3 separate regions of the Mus musculus genome follow, and all the other regions are linked to region 3. Evidence: chromatin contacts called from public promoter capture Hi-C data. All regions are on one chromosome and are shown on one strand. The core of a region is the stretch at or near the end of the contact, and the rest is flanking DNA. Distances in the headings are between cores, read along the strand shown. Region 1 overlaps Trpm3 (transient receptor potential cation channel, subfamily M, member 3). Region 2 overlaps Trpm3 (transient receptor potential cation channel, subfamily M, member 3). Region 3 has its middle 94 kb from the start of Trpm3.

The links. Promoter capture Hi-C pulls out the DNA fragments that hold promoters and counts their contacts.
Region 1: a promoter capture Hi-C map of hippocampal neurons shows a contact between it and region 3, with 5 times the contacts expected there. A contact is called at or near these places in 1 of 39 promoter capture datasets (hippocampal neurons) and 30 of 484 Hi-C or Micro-C datasets (3T3-L1-derived adipocytes, the AML12 cell line, the AtT-20 cell line and 23 more).
Region 2: a promoter capture Hi-C map of hippocampal neurons shows a contact between it and region 3, with 4 times the contacts expected there. A contact is called at or near these places in 3 of 39 promoter capture datasets (the 3T3-L1 cell line, embryonic stem cells and hippocampal neurons).

What each region holds. Positions count from the first base shown.
Region 1 is chr19:22,628,987-22,632,013 of GRCm38.p6, forward strand. The region is part of intron 1 of Trpm3 (transient receptor potential cation channel, subfamily M, member 3); the gene reads left to right. Among named protein-coding and RNA genes, the nearest start is that of Mir204, 120 kb to the right of the region's middle.
Region 2 is chr19:22,753,315-22,756,629 of GRCm38.p6, forward strand. The region is part of intron 6 of Trpm3 (transient receptor potential cation channel, subfamily M, member 3); the gene reads left to right. Among named protein-coding and RNA genes, the nearest start is that of Mir204, 4.4 kb to the left of the region's middle.
Region 3 is chr19:22,352,640-22,355,638 of GRCm38.p6, forward strand. It overlaps a transcript of Trpm3 not described here. Among named protein-coding and RNA genes, the nearest start is that of Trpm3, 94 kb to the right of the region's middle.

The DNA of each region.
Region 1 (3,027 bases), core at 390-2,889, 280 kb after region 3:
CCCAAGTTGATTATTCCTGCCCGATAGTTTTCTCATAAATCACACCGCTGGCAGGACAGGTGGCTGTGTCTTTGCCAACTCTCTCCTTTGTAGGAAATGGGACACCCTCCACAGTGCCAAGACCCAACAAACATACTTCAGGAACACAGAACAATGTTCAAAAAGACCTTGTAAATAGCAGAGACCTGTAAAGGACCTACTGGAAACAGGCAGTCTGAGAAAGTGTATAGTGTGCTTACTTTCTGCTTTTGCTCCACAAGAAAGCTTAGTTTTCTAACTTAAGTTGCTTTTCTAAGTAATGAAGTTGACTTGGAAGGCAACAATGTCCTTAAGTCTGCCTGGGGTGTTTAAACTATTTTACTGTTTCTTAGGCAATGCTGTGACTAGCATTTGTTGGCATCACTCAACTCACATCTGACTGTGTCTTATCCATGCTTTGATGTATTTTTATCTCCTACATACAGAGTATGATCATATGAAAGTAAATTTGATTACCTACAAAAATGTAGGGAGATGCAGTCTCTTAAGCTTACACATAAAATAACTTTTCTCGGGTTCTCTTGGCTTCCCTTGAAAAGAGAACCGAGTGCAATGAATTCTCAGATACAATGTGATGATAAATGGGAAAGCATTTCTGTATGCCGATAATAAACTATGGTATGAGACCCTGACAAATATGACTGAGCCCTTCAACTGTGACGGTCATGGAGATTTCTCACACCAGCTTTCACATGACTGGCAATGGAGTCCCCTTAGAGCTGGTTCATTTTCACCTTTAAGCTGAAAACTTTGTGATTGAATCTATTGCCTGACAAGGGAACCATTGTCAGCAAAGGTTTTCTCTGACTGTAAGTCTTAGCTGATATATTTTGCCACATGAACATTTATGATCTCAAATCTATAAAGTCACTGATAGCTTTAAAAAAAATTTAGTTTCAAAATGTCTACCCTAAGCATCCCCGGGAGTAAAACCAATCACCAGATGTGATGTACTTCAAGGAGCAAAACAAAACAAAACAAAATCCATCAGATGGAGCTGATGTGGAGATGAGCAAGTTAGGTATCTAAAGGCAATGCCTGCTGGTTTACACATGATTCGATTTGTTAAGTTCTAGCATTAAAGGCCAAAACTGGAGTATAGGTTAAGAAAGATAATGATCTCTGTATTTCCTTAAAGCAGGAGTTAGCTTACATAAGTTGTGACTTGTTTTTGAGATGTCATTAGATACCAAGGGATCTCAAATAGAATGTTAACGCTTCTCGCCCTGCCTCTATTCAAATGCCCAGCAAGGGAGACTCTACCTTTGTGATTTTTTTTTTTAAAAAAACAAGTCCATGTACAATCATGTGTATGTGTGTGAAATAAAAGGGGCTCATATATTTAGTATTACCAGGTTATATAAAAATAGTCCATAATTGGGTTAATCCAGAAATGTTTAGAAATAATTGAGAAATACTGTTTTGTCCTGCTTTGGACTTCGGCATTCCTTACTTAGATAATTTGTAATATATGTTTGTTTCTTTGACTAACATGTAACAACATATCCATCATATTCCAAAGTTGGAGTAGAAATTACTATAGCTCATTGCCTTGGCAACCAACTGCCAGTAGGCTGTGTACTGTGTTTGCTCTTCTGAAACTTGGATGGATTTTCTCTGTGGATTTGGTAACTGGTGTTTGGGATGTGCCGACTGTGGGCTGAATTTTAAGGGTGGTCTGTTTTCTGTTTGTTTGGATTTGTTCTTTTCCTTTTCTAAGAGGACTCTTTTCTTCCCTGGTCATGAATAGAAGACAAGGTACCTCATTGAAATCGAATCCTCACCCGGACTGACACTGTTCTCAGGAAGGTTAGACTGGCCTACTTTCCTCATTGTAAACACTGCCTCAACAAAGCAAAGAGTTCTTCTGAGCCCCAGCTGTGTTAAAGAGGACTTGCAACCCATGTGGACAAGAAGAACTGATCTCTGCTCCTGCTGGCCAAAAGGAGCTCTTACACCTCTTCCTCTAGCCAAACAGCAAATTGTTTGGCAAAATCAGTAACTTCTAACACCCGCCATTTAATTCATGACCTAGGAATACTCACGATTTGTAGGCATCTGCCCTAAGAACAATATGAAACCCTATCACGATTCACGGTCTTCTGTAACTGACCCTGTTCAACTCCCATCTCAGAGTTTCACAGCGTCCCCAAACCATTTTCTCCTATGCTACTAGGAAATAAGTTAAGTCACTAGGAAAGAAGTTAAATTTAATCCATCATTGCTGTGGGGAGGTGATTCATCATTTGGTTGCCCTCGGTACTTTTCAAACACGTTGTTTTCATCAATCTGAGCAGACTGGTTTTATGTTTGAGGTACGCCGTCTCATTTTTCCCATTCGATTTGGGGCCTGTGAGCAATTTCAATACTAGCAAAGCGCAAAGTAGACTTCATTAAAGACCCTTGAGCAGCCCTGCACAATCAATCAAAAGTTATAATTTGCAGTGAAGTAAGTTTAAACATTGGAAAAACAGCACCATCTGCTGGAGAGGCGCAGGCAGGGAAATATGTTTGTGTAGTAAACCTGGGGGCCCAAGCTCTTTGCTACCTGTGTATGTGTCATGTGAAGGCATTGTGGTCACTTTAGTGACAATAAGGTAGGTTCCGCTCACAGGACAGGGAAATTTGCCAAGCCCTGTTCTTGCTCTATCTTCATAGACATAAGCCTTGAGAAATCACTTTGTAGACTAAGTGGTCAAGATGTATTTATTAGAACAAGATGAACATGGTTGGGTACCTCACACCTTCAGCTAGGAGAGGGGAGGTCAAAGACTCAAGATCACACACAGGCTATAAGATGCAATGGTGATGTCAGCATCTCAGCCTTCGACTCAGGTACACAGGAGAGCAGGCATCAGGGTCCTCAAGCTGCCCAACCTCATGGCGAAAGTTATGGAGTGAGAAGAGAAGGTGCTCATTTCATTTGAATCAATAATTGTAGTTCTAGGAAGCCACCTAAAGACGAGTCTGAGAGAAATAGAAACAGGA
Region 2 (3,315 bases), core at 202-2,701, 400 kb after region 3:
ATTTTTCCTTTCTCTTTTGGCACCCTCAACAAACAGGCTGTCCCTGTTCCACACTGGAAGCCAGGTTTCCAAACTCAGCAAAGGTCTACATGCCGCAGCCCAGAAGGCAAACACTCCAGTCCCCAAACGCAGGCAGGGGAATGCTCGACCCTAACAAGCCTTGGCATCTCTGGGTCCACGTGGGGACGTGTGGGCAATTCCTGCTGGAAAGACGCAGAGTGGAAAAAAAAAAAAAAAAAAAAAAAGAATAGGTGTGTGCCTTTGCCAAATCAGGGCGGGTGAAGATTGAAGCGTCAGCTTTCCTGGTCATCAAACAAATCCGAGCTGAGCCCTGCCTCATTAGCAGCATCTCGTCTACCCAGAGGGAGAGCACAGGAAGTGTGCACCGTCTGTGCTGCACATTAGGAATTGTTATGAAATCCTGGGGGAGGCTGGGAAGCAAGCCACAACTGAGCACAGCATGCCTGCGTGAAGTCTAGGCAGCCGTTCCCTGCACCTTGCTTTCCAGCCTCAGACCCTGGCCTGTTGAAACACAACAGCATGTGTTTTGCCCTGTTGATTTATATGTTCCCATTGGTCAAACACTAAGAACTATTTCACTAGACGTTGTTGTTCATAAACTTAGATACATAGGAAATGTCGCCTAATGACACTATCAAATAGACTCTAACCTCCCTTCATATCATGTTTTCAGTTCAAACTTGCTATAAATATTAGTCCCGCACCCTCCCCCAACCCTGTGCTAGTTAGTTTTCTATCACTGTAAAAAGCTTTTGAGCTTACATTAGTAAGTCGATTCTTTACTTACAAGCAAACTACCAAAGTAGAAAACATGGGTATAAATGAGACGTTTTCACTAGTGAAACTCCCATTGCGAGTTTCCTATACAGTCCCTAGTAGCTAGGTCCTGGGCTTGACTTGCTAGGGAGTTCATCTGCCAACAAAAGCAGCGTGCCACCAGTACAGCTCAATGTGCAACAGCGCTCCGTTTATACGCACGCGTGTTTCCAACTTAGTCATTTACCATTGCATACTCGGGATAAATGAACTAACAGGATTTCCCTTCTACAAATTCCCTTAGAACATTATCTAGGCCCAAAGGTGCACAAACTGTAGCCCAGGAGTCAAATCCATCATATCTATTTTTGTAAACAAAGATTTACTGCAACATTTGTTGTTGTGAATAAAATATCTCCCGATGGTTCTGTGCCACGATCACAATCCTCTGGCAGAGCTGAAAAGAAACGCTTTCTCTGGCCCTTCAAGGAAAAGGCTTGCTGATGGCTCACGCTTTAAAGTAGACTCCTAGGAACATTGTGGATGGGCATTTCGGGTCTCACCCCGTGAACTTTTCCTGTATTTGCTTGAGCAGGGACACACTTTAGATGTCAGCTGTTTTGTTCTATTACCTCCCCCTGCAGCTTAAGCTAAGCCACTAGCTCTCAAAGTGTGCTCCCTGGACCAGCAGCTGCAACAGCGCCTGGAAAACTGCTGAAACACAAATTCTCACTGATCTGAGACTCCCAGGGAGGGGCCAGTGTGGGATTTCAAGCAATGACCCCCACGAGTGATGCTGATGGGTCTAAAAGAACAGCCTTTGTCCTTGCAGACACTGGCAAGAGATTTCCACACACACTGCTTCTTCCAATCATTTTCAATGAGCAAAGTACTTCCTTACAGTAGGATTGCAATTCTAGGGCATCCCTGAAAGGGCCATATTTTTACTTAATAATCTCAAGATAGCCTTCTTTTAGATAATAAGGTCACGAGTTATTACGGCAGCCACATAGATTTTTGGTGCCAGAAGCTACAAAAGGCAGTTTCACATAGACTATAGAATAGGACAAAAAAACATTAAATACTCCCATGATTGAGGTCTCAGAGAACCTACTGCATACCTCTGGGCTATAACTCCCAACTTCTCATCATCATACTGGATGAGTTTAAATGATAATGTGGTGTGGCATCCATCTCCAGATGAGAAGTAACAGGATCCATCTCTAGCACCACTGAGGATAGGCTAGGCCATGAGAAAAGTTTTCAACTGATATCTTCCCCCCTAACAGATTAGCACAGGTGCCTCTGAATTGCAGCTCTGTTCCTTTGCTTAATCATTGAGTTCTCTGGGGCTTCATCTCTCCTCATGCAAACAGAGGAATAGCTCTGATATCGAACAGCTGGGGTTTAGAAGGAATGGAAAACGGAGCCCATGAAACAGTGTGATCAACAGTGAACAAACAAACTCAGGGCCTCTTTTAAACACCCTATACTGCTGTCTACTTTAAGAAATATCAGAAGTGACCTTGCGCTCCATAAGTGTGTAACTGTGTGTAAAGGTTTGTCCAGGATTCAGCTGTTCCAGTTTATAATTAGTATACTGCAGTGATTATCAGTGAGGACACACACACACACACACACACACACACATAAATGTGCCCTGGTTGAATGGTAAATCAATTGATCCCCTTAGTGTAAGACAACACTTCATTCCAAACCCAAAACGCAAATGCAGCCTTGTTTGGATTCATTTGTAATTACCTTCTTTAAAAAGCACATTACCAGCCGGGCGTGGTGGCACACGCCTTTAATCCCAGCACTCGGGAGGTAGAGGCAGGAGGATTTCTGAGTTCGAGGCCAGCCTGGTCTACAGAGTGAGTTCCAGGACAGCCAGGGCTACACAGAGAAACCCTGTCTCGAAAAGCCAAAATAAATAAATAAATAAACAAACAAACAAATCTTAAAAAAAAAAAAAGCACATTACCATCATTATTTGCTCATAAAGAGCTATCACTGTATTAAGAAAAACACATACCATACAATGAAAAACAGTATTTTTTCACTTAGAAATAGATTTGCACTTCCAAAGTGGAAACAGGGGCTGAGGTTGTCTCAGCACTGTCTCAAAATGGCCTCTCAATGGCAACACACTCTTTGTTCTGTATGTCTACTCTTGACAAGAACCATATTGAGAGTCCGGCACCACAGCACCACCGATGGGGAGTCAAATGTCAGTATCACTGTTGAGACTGCTGGAGATAATGAGGTGGTGTGGGATCAGTTCCAACACCCCCACCAGGCAACAGGATCTCCCAACACTTTACCTAGGGAGGTGCCTGGCATTCATTCCCTAAGGAAAAAGCTAGCATCCCTCATCCGAGGGCTTTCAGAAGCTAGCCCTCACCAGGCTAAGAAGCAGACATAGAGGGAAGAGAATCATGAATTCAAGGCCATTCTCAACCACCCAGTAAGAACTTACTGCAAGCAAGCAAACAAACAGGATGATCTGGGTCACCATGTTACAGTAATGGGGATGGA
Region 3 (2,999 bases), core at 327-2,826:
GGAAACAAACACTTACCGGCAATTTCCGCTGTAATTAAAGTAATTTACTGAAATTAAATCATCTGAGCAACAAACTGATCCTATTAGTGATCAGAAACTCTGGAAAATGTAAATCCTGAAGTGTAGACTCCACAGTTGTTCCTATTTCTCTGTTCCATCTATCGGCTGTGTGAGCTCATATCACATATAGATACACTGTGACATTATGGTATGTGCTGCAAAAAACAAGTAATGGGTCTCATAATATAATTTAGGACTCAAGCACTAGCTTAGACTGTACCATGACAAACCACAGGGACGGTACAAAGAAGAAGTGGGCAGAGGGGGGAGGTCCTGATAGAATGATGGACAGGAAGGTCTTTGATGCGAGGTGATTTTTAAGAGAGTCAGAGTCATCTTGCAGTAGTACCTCAAACTATCTACAAAGAAAAGGGCCAGGGCCAGGGTCTTGCATGATGACCAGACTGTGACATTAAGGACAAAGATGTAGGCTGGAGTGGAGTGGGGATCAGGCAGCGTGGAATTACATTGGGCTTCACACAAGGGGCAAGATCACATACAGAAAAACATAGTTTGTGCTGAAACCTTATGCTTGCTATCATCTATCTATCTATCTATCTATCTATCTATCTATCTATCTATCTATCTATCTATCTATAGCTATATATAGATAGCTTTGAGGCAGTTGCTTATTTACTATTAGGGTTTGTTTGTTTTATTTTAGTTAGTTTGATTTTTTTGGGTGGGGGCAAGGTCTCATGTAGCTCAGGCTGGCTTCAAAATCCTTTTGTAGCCAAGGCTAGCCTTGGACCAGTCTTTCTGCCTCCACTTCCCAAGTGCCAGGATTACAACTATGCACTATTATGGCCAATTAGATGAGTATTTATGGAAAAATGTGGGGTATCTAAATAGGAGCCTGAATATTTGGTTTTACAGATCTCAGGATGGAAGACGCGTACTGTGAGGGAAAGTAGACTGCTATGCCTTGAAGTGTGCGTCCTTAAAACTCACACATTGAACACATTGCTTTTAGCATCCTGGAATGTGTCTATATAGGAGATGAAGTCTTACAAGAACAAAGCTAAAATGACATTAAGAGAAGCCCTAGTGTGTCAGGTTTTCTCATCGGGAGGAGGTTAAGACTCGGACAGGAATACAAGAACGACCTGGTGAAGGCAGGAAGAAAAGAAACACAGCAAGCAAAAGAGAGGCTGCAGAAGAAACTAACATTGCCAGCGCTTCATCTTGAATTTGTAGAGTTCAGAACCATGAAATCCTCGTGGGGTGGGGGTAAGGTCCGGGTCCTGTTGTCTAAGCGCTAAGCCTCCCCTGCCCCATTTTAGTGCTTTGTTCTAGCAGTCAGGGAAGAATATATGTGGGTATTTAGAATCTTCCAGTGTAGTATGCAGCACTAGCCTGACAGCTTTAGCAGTGGTTTGTGCATCTTGTTGCACCCCCACCCCACCACCCGCCGCTCTTATATGGCTCCCTCACACGCTGAATTGTATTCCTCTCTGTAACTGATTGGAAATGAGGTGACTGCCAAGGCTGAGTCACGTAAAACACTGTGGCATTGCCTTGTTTTGTCATGGCTCACTGCCTCTGAAGAAAGCCAGCTGCCCCACTGTAAGGACATTGTAGCCTCATATAGAGGTTCGAATGTTATAAAGAACGCAGACCGTGTCAGGTGGGCACGCTCATGAGCAACCTCTAAGTGCCCCAGCTCCGCAGGACCCTGGATCCATCCTCAGTACACACCTTGAGTGACACCCCGCCCAGTCATGCTGCCTAGTCTTCCTGACCTGTAGTAGGGATTGTGCGATAATAAGTATATATTGTAGCCGTAAACCACTCAGTCTGAGCTGGGGGCAGTTGGTGCCGTAGCAACCGATTAGTAATATAAAAAATTAAAGAGAAAAGGACAGCGGCAATGCAGCTACCTTCTTTCTGGTGAATCTAAAAGTGGGTCAGCGGGATTTCATTCAGCCCGAATTAAAGAAAAAGACGTTCGCTCCGCTGCAGAGAAATCTGCAGCCTGGGGTGATATTTTTAAAGGCCCAGCTAAATTTTTGTCTTTTAGAGTTTTTGAAACTTTGGCATTTTTCCCAAACTCTGTAAGAATTTCTGATGGTAACAACAACACCTACGATTCATTTAACAAAGATTTAAAGCACATTTTTTTCACATCGACTTCTGTGTTCAATTTAATTTGGAAGACTGCAGTTCTCTAGAGTTCCCTGGAATTTGTATAACTTTCTAAATTGATCAAAGCTCTTCCCTGTGGAAGGATGGATGCAAGTTTTTTTTTTTTTGATGTAGATGACACCTTTGAAAATTAAAACCTGAGTCCTTCCCACCCTAGTATGCCTTTTAATTTTGCATCAACTACCTATACCAAGAACTGAGTGGCTGACAGTATCTACATATATTTAAAACCACTGTTTCCTAGAAAATGAATATTTGATATTGAAACTTTAATTGTCAAATTGTATCCAGAGAGAAAAAGTGTGCTTTGGGCTATAAGTGAAGTTCATTTACAAAATGAACAGTGAAATTCAGTCTTTGGCAAAACATGGCCATTCTCCTGAATCTTAGTGGAAGGTCAGGAGGGACGGGGAAAGCTAGCCAACTGTCAGCAAGTTGCAGTCAGGGTAACAGACCCTGGTCTTCTGCTGCACAGAGGGTGACTGTAGGTGGAAATGGATAGATTAGACATTTCAAAAATCTGAAGAGGTTTTGTAGGTTTTACCATAAAAATCACAAATATTTAAAGCAATATTTAAAGTTTAACCTGATTTAGATATTGTGACATGTGTTCACACATCAAAATAATACACAATAATACCCCACCCATATATAGACCTTCATGGTTTATATGTCAGTTGAAACTAAAGTTTCTAAAGGGTATAAGATTTATTCTACTTCCTCTTATCTTACCCTATGCTATTTAGAACAGAACAATTCACACTACTGACTAGTGAAGCAGGAGTGTAAAAGGA